Regions from separate parts of the Mus musculus genome. Here region 1 is linked to region 2. Evidence: chromatin contacts called from public HiChIP or PLAC-seq data. All regions are on one chromosome and are shown on one strand. Each heading gives the region's core, a stretch centred on a gene start, on an enhancer-like site or on the middle of the called end of the contact. The rest is flanking DNA. Distances are from core to core; before and after follow the strand shown.

Region 1 (4,467 bases), core at 411-2,910, 1.7 Mb before region 2:
TACTTAAAATCATGTACTTATTTTTTCTCTCTTATTTTTCATGTGATTTTCCTCTCACTAATGGCAAGATGTTAGATTTTTCTCTTAAGTGGTAATCAGGGTGAAATAGGAACTCCAGCCCACTCTGCTTCCTTATCTTAAAACAGGTGTGGCTGGTGGGGGTGGGGGTGGGGCAAGATGGCTGAGCAAATAAAGTCACTGTCACCAACTCTGACCACCTACCAGAGTAGTGAGTAGTCAGGGACCCACATGGTAGAGGGGAAGAACTGAGTCTCCAAAGTTGTCCTCTGGTCCCCATATGTGAGACATGGGATACGTGAGCCAGCACACATACACACAAAATAAATGTAGTGAACAGTGGGTGGAGAGATGGCTCAGCGGGTAAGAGCAGGTTAAGAGCACTGGCTGTTCTTCCGCAGGTCCTGAGTTCAATTCCCAGCACCCACATGGCAGCTCACAATCTGATGCCCTCTTCTACATGCAGAAAAAATACATAGGAAATCATGTTTAAAAAAAAAGAAGAAGCCGCCAGGTGGCACCGACACCTTTAATCCCAGCATTTGGGGAGGCAGAGGCAGGTGAATCTCAGTGAGTTTGAGGTCAGCCTGCTCTACAGAGCAAGCTTGGGACAGACAAGGTGACACAGAGAAACCCTGTCTAAAAACACCAAACCAAAACAAAAAGCCAAATGGTTGAATGGGATTCTGATGGACATACGGGACTAAAGTGCAGAAGTCAGGACTGCTCCCCGTTTATAGCCTTCCCAAGAGTGTAAGATAAGAGCCTGGGATTAGCACAAGAACATTGCTGACAAAATTGAAGTGGCTTGAGGGAGGGACTATTGCGCCTCACAGTTTCAGTCTATTATGGCAGGGAGGGTGTGGCAGTAGGAGCTTGAAGTATTGAAGTAGCTGTCACCGTGGCATCCACAGTCAGGGAGCAAAACTGTGAAAGCCAACACCCAGCTCACTTTCTCCTTTTTATTCAATCCTGGACTCCAACCAGTGGCAATGTCACCTACAGTTAGGGTAGATCTTCCCACCTCAGCCTAATGCAGATAGACACGCCCAGAGATGACTCTTCTAGGGTTTGATCCTGGATCCTGTCATAATATCAGCCATGACAACAGGTGTCTCACAGTACAGCCCAGGGGCTCACAATCCAGTGTTAAAACTTGACCTTATTCTTCTGTGCGTGCCTATTGTGTGGGTGTGTGCCACAGCACGCGTGTGGTCAGTGGATGACTTGGTGGAATTGATCCTGTCCTATTAGTCCAGGTATTAGACCCAGGTCACCAGGTTTGCACAGTAAGCTCCTTTGTTGCTGGGCCTTCTTGCTGGCTCACCATTGGCCCAGAGCCCAGTGTTTCTAAGGTTAGAATTCTGGGGTGTGCCTGTTACTGTAAACACTCATGCAGAAGGGAACATGTGCCGCCACCGTGTCACCCCTCTGGCATTTCTGAATTCACCTCCAATAAACGGAGGCCATATCTCATATATGTTCTAAATTAACTTATTTACATCCCAAATGCTGCTCCCTCTTCTGATCCCCCTCACAGAGTCGTCCCCCTCTCCCCTCCCCGCCCCCCCTCCCTGGCCCTAATACCTTGTCAATGTTTAAACCCAACGGCATACGGTCGAAGCCTGTCTTGACATCGGTGCAAAGTCAGGCAGCCTCAGAGTGGAAATCCCTGAGTGATTCACAGACCCACAGGGCCTGGAAGTCTTCTGTCCTGTGACTGTTGCAAGGCTCTTGGCTCCTGCTCACACTCGGCTCCTGAACTACAAGGCTGCCTCCTGGTTCCTTGAACCTGCCAGGCAACTTGGAGACCTGGCTCGTCTAAACACACTGTCATTTTTGGAAGCTCTCCCTCTCTGCCAATGTTCTGATGACCCCCACAGTACTGTTTGAGTGGGCTAGGTGAAATTCTCATGGCTCCGGCTCTGTGGCTCTGGGGCCGTGTTTCCACTGCTATTTCAAGATGTGCAAACTTATAGGTCTGTTAGTCTGTCCTTTCCTTTCCTTTCCTTTCCTTTCCTTTCCTTTCCTTTCCTTTCCTTTCCTTTCCTTTCCTTTCCTTTCCTTTCCTTTCCTTTCCTTTCCTTTCCTTTCCTTTCCTTTCCTTTCCTTTCCTTCTTTCCTTTCTCTCTCTCTCTCTCTCTCTCTCTCTCTCTCTCTCTCTCTCTCTCTCTCTTTGACAGGGTGTTATGTCTCCCAAGCTCACCTCAGACTCAAACCTCTGATTGACCCCCCAGCCCCGCCTCTCAGGTGTGCACTGTAGGACCAGGTTTATGTGGTGCTGTGGGAGTGGAACTCAGTTCTATGTATGGTCAGTAAACACCCTGTCACCTGACCGGCACGCCCAACCCTGGTAAAAACCCGTAATAATCAGGTAAAACCCAGATTTCTGTTTTTTTTTTAAGATTTATTTATTTATTTTATGTATATGAGTACACAATTGCTCTCTTCAGACACACCAGAAGAGGGCATCAGATCCCATTACAGATGGTTGTGAGCCACCATGTGGTTGCTGGGAATTAAACTCAGGACCTCTGGAGGAGCAGTTGGTGCTCTTAACCACTGAGCCATCTCTCCAGACCCAGATTTCTGGTTTTTAAAAATATTATTTAAAAATGTGTGTGTGTGTGTGTGTGTGTGTGTGTGTGTGTGTGTATGCAGGTATGCCTATGTAAGTGCAGTGCCTTTAGAGGCCAACAGAGGGCACTGTAGTACTATATCCTCTGGAGCTGGAGTTACAGGCAGCTGTTAACTAGTACTACAGAGTGTGTGTGTGTGTGTGTGTGTGTGTGTGTGTGTGCGTGTGCGTGCGCATTGCACACACATGTGTGCAGTCAAGAACTGGGAATGTGCTGGGTGGAGGCGTGGCTCAGTGGTAGAGTGCTTGCGGACTTTGTGCGAGGCCAGCAGAGAAGGCTATCCCATGCATAATGAAGTCTTCTGGATGGTTGTGGAGCGCCACTTAAGTTTAGGGACTTGGTTTTTTTTTTTTCCTCTTTGTTTTGAGATGGAGTGTAACTGAGGCTGGCTACAGGTCAGACCAGCTTCTGACTGACTTCTGCGTCCATAGGACTTTCTATCAGTCATTCATCATAATCACTAGTCTCGGGGTTTCTTCCAGTCCTGAGATCGTCTCCATTTGACTGCTAACATCCTCCTGTCTGAGGCACATTGACACCCCTCAGGCATCTCGGAGAGACATGGCAGGCACTCAGTAAATAGCCTCCATAATTACAGATCAAGGATTACCAGCTATGCCTTAGCTATATGCCTGACAAACACGTTTTAAAAAATCATTTCTTTTGTGTGTGCACATGCGCACGCACATGCCAGGGCGCCTGTGGAGAGGTCAGAGGACAATTTGCAGGAGTGGGTTTTTGCCTTTTATCATGTGGGCTCCAGGGTTTGAACTTGGACTTGGCAGCAAGCACTGTTACCCATCAGGCTATCCTGCCAGTCCATAAACCTGTTTTTATAATCATTTTTTAAACCCAGGGGTATTTACTATATGCCAGGAAGGAGGATGCTGGCTGTGTTGTTCTCTGATTATTTTTGCGGTGCTGGGGGTGGGGCCCAGAGCCGTGCTCCTGCACTCACAGGTACTTCTGCTGTCTCTCTAGGCCATCCCAGTTCCCTTCCCACACAACTACACAAAGGTGTGGGAGACTGTGCCAGGCCTTTGGTGCAGGACACACATCCCATCCTCCCAGCAGCTAGCTCCCCCTTACACCCCTCACAGAGAGGCTGAGGAGAAGGGGATTATATACATGGTATCTATTGCCTCATGGGTTTAAAGATTTTTTTTTTTTTTCTTTCAAGACAGGGTTTCTCAGTGTAGCCCTGGCTGTCTTGGAACTCACGCTGTAGACCAGGCTGGCCTCAAACTCAGAGATCTGCCTGCCTCTGCCTCTGCCTCTGCCTCTGCCTCTGCCTCTGCCTCTGCCTCTGCCTCTGCCTCCTGCCTCCTGCCTCCTGCCTCCTGCCTCTGCCTCTGCCATCTCCCGAGTGCTGAAATTAGAGGTGTGTACCACCACTGCCTGGGTTTAGAATAAATTCTTTTTCTTCAAGGTAATATTTTTATTGATTCTCTGGGAATTTCACATAATGCACCCCGATCACATTCACGTCCCAGTCCGTCCGTGTCAGTCACTTCACCCTTGTGACCTCCACCCCCCCTTAAATGTAACTGAGTACTTCCCATGCCACATCCCCCTCTCCCCAGAAGCTGTCAGTTGTGGAGAGCTAATAGTTTAGCATCCCTATCACAGTTGGTTTCTTTGGTTTTTCGAAACAGGGTTTCTCTGTAGACCAGGCTGGCTTCGAACTCACCGAGATCTCGTTCTCCCTAGCTCTGGGATTAAAGGCTCTGTGCCACCACTCCTGGCTCCTCCAATGTTACTTTCAATATGCTGACCAAAGAGATAAAGGGGCTCAGTGGCCTGGGAGGTT
Region 2 (4,262 bases), core at 1,362-3,861:
CCAGGCCTCACTGGCTAAATCCCATCCCTTGATGTTTGGGACAGTAAAAACAAGATGAGGTTGGAGAGACGGCTAAGAGGGGTTAAGAACACAGGTTGCAGCCGGGCATGGTGGTGCACGCCTTTAATCCCAGCACTTGGGAGGCAGAGGCAGGCGGATTTCTGAGTTCGAGGCCAGCCTGGTCTACAAAGTGAGCTCCAGGACAGCCAGGGCTATACAGAGAAACCCTGTCTCGAAAAAAACAAAAACAAAAAACAAAACAAACAAACAAAAAACCAAAAAACAAGAACACAGGTTGCTCTTCCAAAGGACCTGGGTTCGATTCTCACAGCAACCACATGGCAGCTCCCACTGTCCCGGGGACCTGACCCCCTCCCCTGGTATCCTCAGGTTCTAGGCATGCACATAGTATACAGACATACGTGCAGTAAGAGACTCATTCACATAAAATGTACATGAACAAGTATATAAAGCTTTGCCCATCCAGTGCCTCGGGCCCACTGGATCTTTTCTCTACTAACTTGGTTCCTCTCCCCACTCAGAGGCGCTCTCTAGTGCCATTCAGAGTACAAAGGTAAGAGGGCCAGATGTGCTCCCACCAGTGGCTCTACACCAGCCTACCTGAGAAGTTGGCACCACCCCCCGGAGGCCCGCAGCCCCAGGCCCGTACCTGGGAACACATGCTTTGGAGCCAACCCCTGAAGACTGGAGAGAGTGCAGGAGGTTCTTGGCGGTGGCCTCTGGCTGGGCCTCGGCCAGCTGCTGGATGGCTGCCTGCAGGGCTCTGCGAGAGGCTGCGTCTCTAAAGAGGGAAGGAAGGGGTAGTGACATGTGACCTCAGCAGAGACAGGGCTGCTGAAGTCAAGCACTGCTCTTCGGGGGGACACTCATGGTCCTACATTTCAGGGGCCCCTAGGGGACAGAGATGAACCTGATAAACCCACCTCACCCCAGAAAGAGCACAGGATGACAAGAAGGGCAGAATCTATGCTCATGGTGTATATGCCCCATGACTCCTTTATAGCTTTATAAGTGCAGCTAATGATTGCATACATGCGCTGAGATATTATAATAAGGCAGGCAGTGTCCCAGGCCTTCACACTAACAACTTCCCATGAGGTACAAAATGCTATCATCCCCATTTTGCAGATGAGAAAACTGAGGCATAGGGAGGCTAAGTAACTTGCCCAGGATCCAGTAGTTAAGAGCATGAACCTAAGAGTCTGGCTCTAACAACTAGGGGCTCTCCCCACTGCCCCATGCTGTCTCTCTGACACAGTGTCGCTGTATGGCACGGTCTAAGCCCTGGTCTCTGGGGGCTCACCTATATCGATGCAGTGTCAAGCAGAACAACTTGCAGAGCCCTTTCACGGCTCCCTCTGGCAGATCTGAAAGCAGAGTTCACAGAGTCTCAACAACAAGCACAGCGGTGAGTGTCCGCTTACATCAGTCCTGTCAGCTGGGATCCTGGTACCAGACGCCCTAGTAAGCCCCGCACCTTGTAAAATCTCAAGGAGAAAACAGGCACATGGAACAGAAACGCCCCGAGTGCAGGAGACACTTGCTAAACCAACGATGGATAGAAGAAGCCCAAGACCCCAGCATCTCCCTCTCCCTACAGAGCAGGGCTCAGCAGGGCTACGACTGCCTGCTCTGCTCTCCGGCCTGGGCGCTGGCTTTAAACTGTGCTGTTGGTGATGCTCGGAAGGTACTTGCTCACATACAGTCTAATAAGTGGTCTACAAGTCAGCAGGAAGGCCACATGTAGTGAGGCACACCTTTAATCGCAGCAGTGGCCGGCAGATCTACGTGAGTTAAAGGTCAGTGTCACCTACATAGTGAGTTCCAAGCCAGCCAGAGCTACACAGTGAAAACTATCTCAAAAATATATAGACAGACAGACACCCTGTTTCTAAACTAAACAAAACAAAAACTGGTGGGCAAGGTGGTTTAGTGGGTAAAGGTACATGCATACTCTATAAGCCTGACTTTAATCTCACCCCTGGGACCACGTAAAGGAGGAAGGAAGGAGCTGCCTCCAGAAGGTTCTCTGTCCTTCACGTGTGCATCCTGACACTTGTAAGCATACCATACACAAACAGGCATGCACACAAAATGACAACATTTTTTTACAGTTCATAAACCAGGTGTGGTGATGCATGCCTTTAATCCCAGCCCTCAGGGAGGCAGAGGCAGAGACAGGTGGATTTCTGTGAGTTCTAGGCCAGCCTGGACTACATAGTTGAGTTCAAGGAGAGCCTGAACTACAGAGACTGTCTCAAAAAAAAAAAAAAAAAAAAGGTGGGGGGGGGGGGGGGGAGAAAAGCTTAAGAACCAGGACAGGACAGGCATGCCTGGAACTAGACAGCCCTGAAAGCCCAAACCTGCATTTGTCAACTGTGGGAAATACAGAGAGGGCAGGAAGACAGGGAAGAAGGCTCTGAGGAGAGCACTCAGGCCGCTCTGTAAACCAAGGCACTGCCCCACCCAGTGGGCTCTGCTGTAAACCCACCTTCCAAGGAAAAAATAAACAACAGGAAGCCAGCAGGCCAGCCAGAGGGGCAGCCAGGCGGAACAAGAATGCCCTGGCATGCTGGTGAGTCAGCTGGGACAAGCAGGACCCGGCAGACCAGAGCAAGCAGTCAGCAGAGAAATTTGTCTGGGGAAACTCAGCCCCTGTATGAGGTGGATGAAGCCCAGGAGGAGCTTTCTCAGCACGTCCCATTTCAGGAGCCCAAACGATGGAGAGGAAACAAGCAGAACTCCGAGCCTGTGGGGCTATCAGCACTAAGGAAACAGCAGCCAAGCTGACAGACCAGGAACAATGACAGGAAACACCCAGCGCTCGTGTCCGCTGTCCCGAGCTGCAGATGCTCTCACACCCCCGCCTCACCAGCCCTTGAGAGGCATCACAGGAGCTCATGTTCAGCCTAGGCCCGGAGTGTTAGAGGACTGAAAGCTACAGATTCCAGGAAGGAGGCTGGGTGTTCACACCACAGCACCTCACAAGTACAACTTACTTGGAACTGTACATTCAGGGTGCCAGAAAAGCAAAACCACCCTCAAAGACTCAGAGTAGTTCATAAACTGAGACGCAGAATTCAAACTTACTCCATAAACGGGTGTGTGTGTGTGTGTGTGTGTGAGGGATGTAGTACTTGGCAGTTAGCCTGCAGGGAAATCTAACCAGCACGGCTCAGTACAAGCATATACTTGGCATCTCTGCACAGCAGCCTTAACAGACTGGGGCCTTGAGAGAGTCGCCTCCGAGTAGGCATAAAATTATACACTACAGCACTCACACACAGGACAGCTGAGAAACTCACGCAGCAACTGACACCACTTACAGCTTTAACAAACTTGCCTGTTACCCAGGCAACAACAGGTTTGAAGCAGCAGGTGGGAATGTGAGAGAAGATTGGAAGGAAAAGCCAGATGTGGTGGTTTACATCTGTAAGCTCAGCCCTGGGGAGGCTGAGGACAGAGGACAGACATGCACTACAAGGTAGCTGGGTCCATCCAGGGAGACCCTGTCTTGGGAGGGAGGGTTGGAGGGAGGGATGGAAGGTAGGCCGGCTGGTTTGTTTGAGTTTGGTGCAGTAGTGCACACCTATAATTCCAGGACTGAGTGCTAAATAAGGAGAGTGGGATTCAAGGCCATTCTAAGGAGTCCATTCTAAGGAGTCCTTTTCTCAAACAACCACCACTACTCTCCCCGCAAAAAGAAAAGTTAGTAAAATGCAAGCGCCTGTAGGGACTGTTCTCGGGGCGCATTAGAAAACACACATCTCTCAATCTCAGCTAGACTTAGGGTACTTAGCTGGACGCCACCTGCTACCATCTTCTCATGTCCGTGGACATACAAAGAAAATATCTGTGTGCCCAGTATACTGCTCAAGAATCAACATAATTAAAACTACAAATAAGGGGGCTGGAGAGATGGCTCAGCGGGTAAGAGCACCGACTGTTCTTCTAGAGATCCTGAGTTCAATTCCCAGCAACCACATGGTGGCTCGCAACCATCAGCAATGGGATCCAATGCCCTTTTCTGGTGTGTCTGAAGACAGCAACAGTACAGTATTCTTATACATTAAATAAATAATAAATAATTTAAAAAAAAAACCTACAAATAATGGCCGGGCGGTGGTGGGGCTCACCTTTGATCCTAGTGCTCGTGAGGCAGAGGCAGGCGGATCTCTTGAGTTTGAGGCCAGCCCGGAGTACAGAGCAAGTTCCAGGACAGCCAGGGCTAACTGGAGAAA

The links. HiChIP or PLAC-seq counts read pairs in DNA pulled down with a chosen protein or histone mark.
Region 1: a FOXA1 HiChIP or PLAC-seq map of pancreatic cancer cells shows a contact between it and region 2. The contact joins two enhancer-like sites. A contact is called at or near these places in 5 of 39 promoter capture datasets (the 3T3-L1 cell line, hippocampal neurons, liver and 1 more) and 2 of 115 datasets of contacts at active chromatin or transcription factors (astrocytes and pancreatic cancer cells).

What each region holds. Positions count from the first base shown.
Region 1 is chr5:117,276,249-117,280,715 of GRCm38.p6, reverse strand. No RefSeq gene overlaps it. Among named protein-coding and RNA genes, the nearest start is that of Pebp1, 9.1 kb to the left of the region's middle. Within about 2 kb of position 1,660, at least 60 of the 459 cell types and tissues checked have an H3K27ac peak or open chromatin away from gene starts, as enhancers often do. A contact at or near this core is called in pancreatic cancer cells, where this site is marked.
Region 2 is chr5:115,571,705-115,575,966 of GRCm38.p6, reverse strand. It overlaps Gcn1 (GCN1 activator of EIF2AK4), which reads right to left. Exons shown (of 58, transcript NM_172719.2): 3 at 1,325-1,388; 4 at 671-802. Among named protein-coding and RNA genes, the nearest start is that of Mir7029, 7.1 kb to the left of the region's middle. Within about 2 kb of position 2,611, at least 89 of the 459 cell types and tissues checked have an H3K27ac peak or open chromatin away from gene starts, as enhancers often do. A contact at or near this core is called in pancreatic cancer cells, where this site is marked.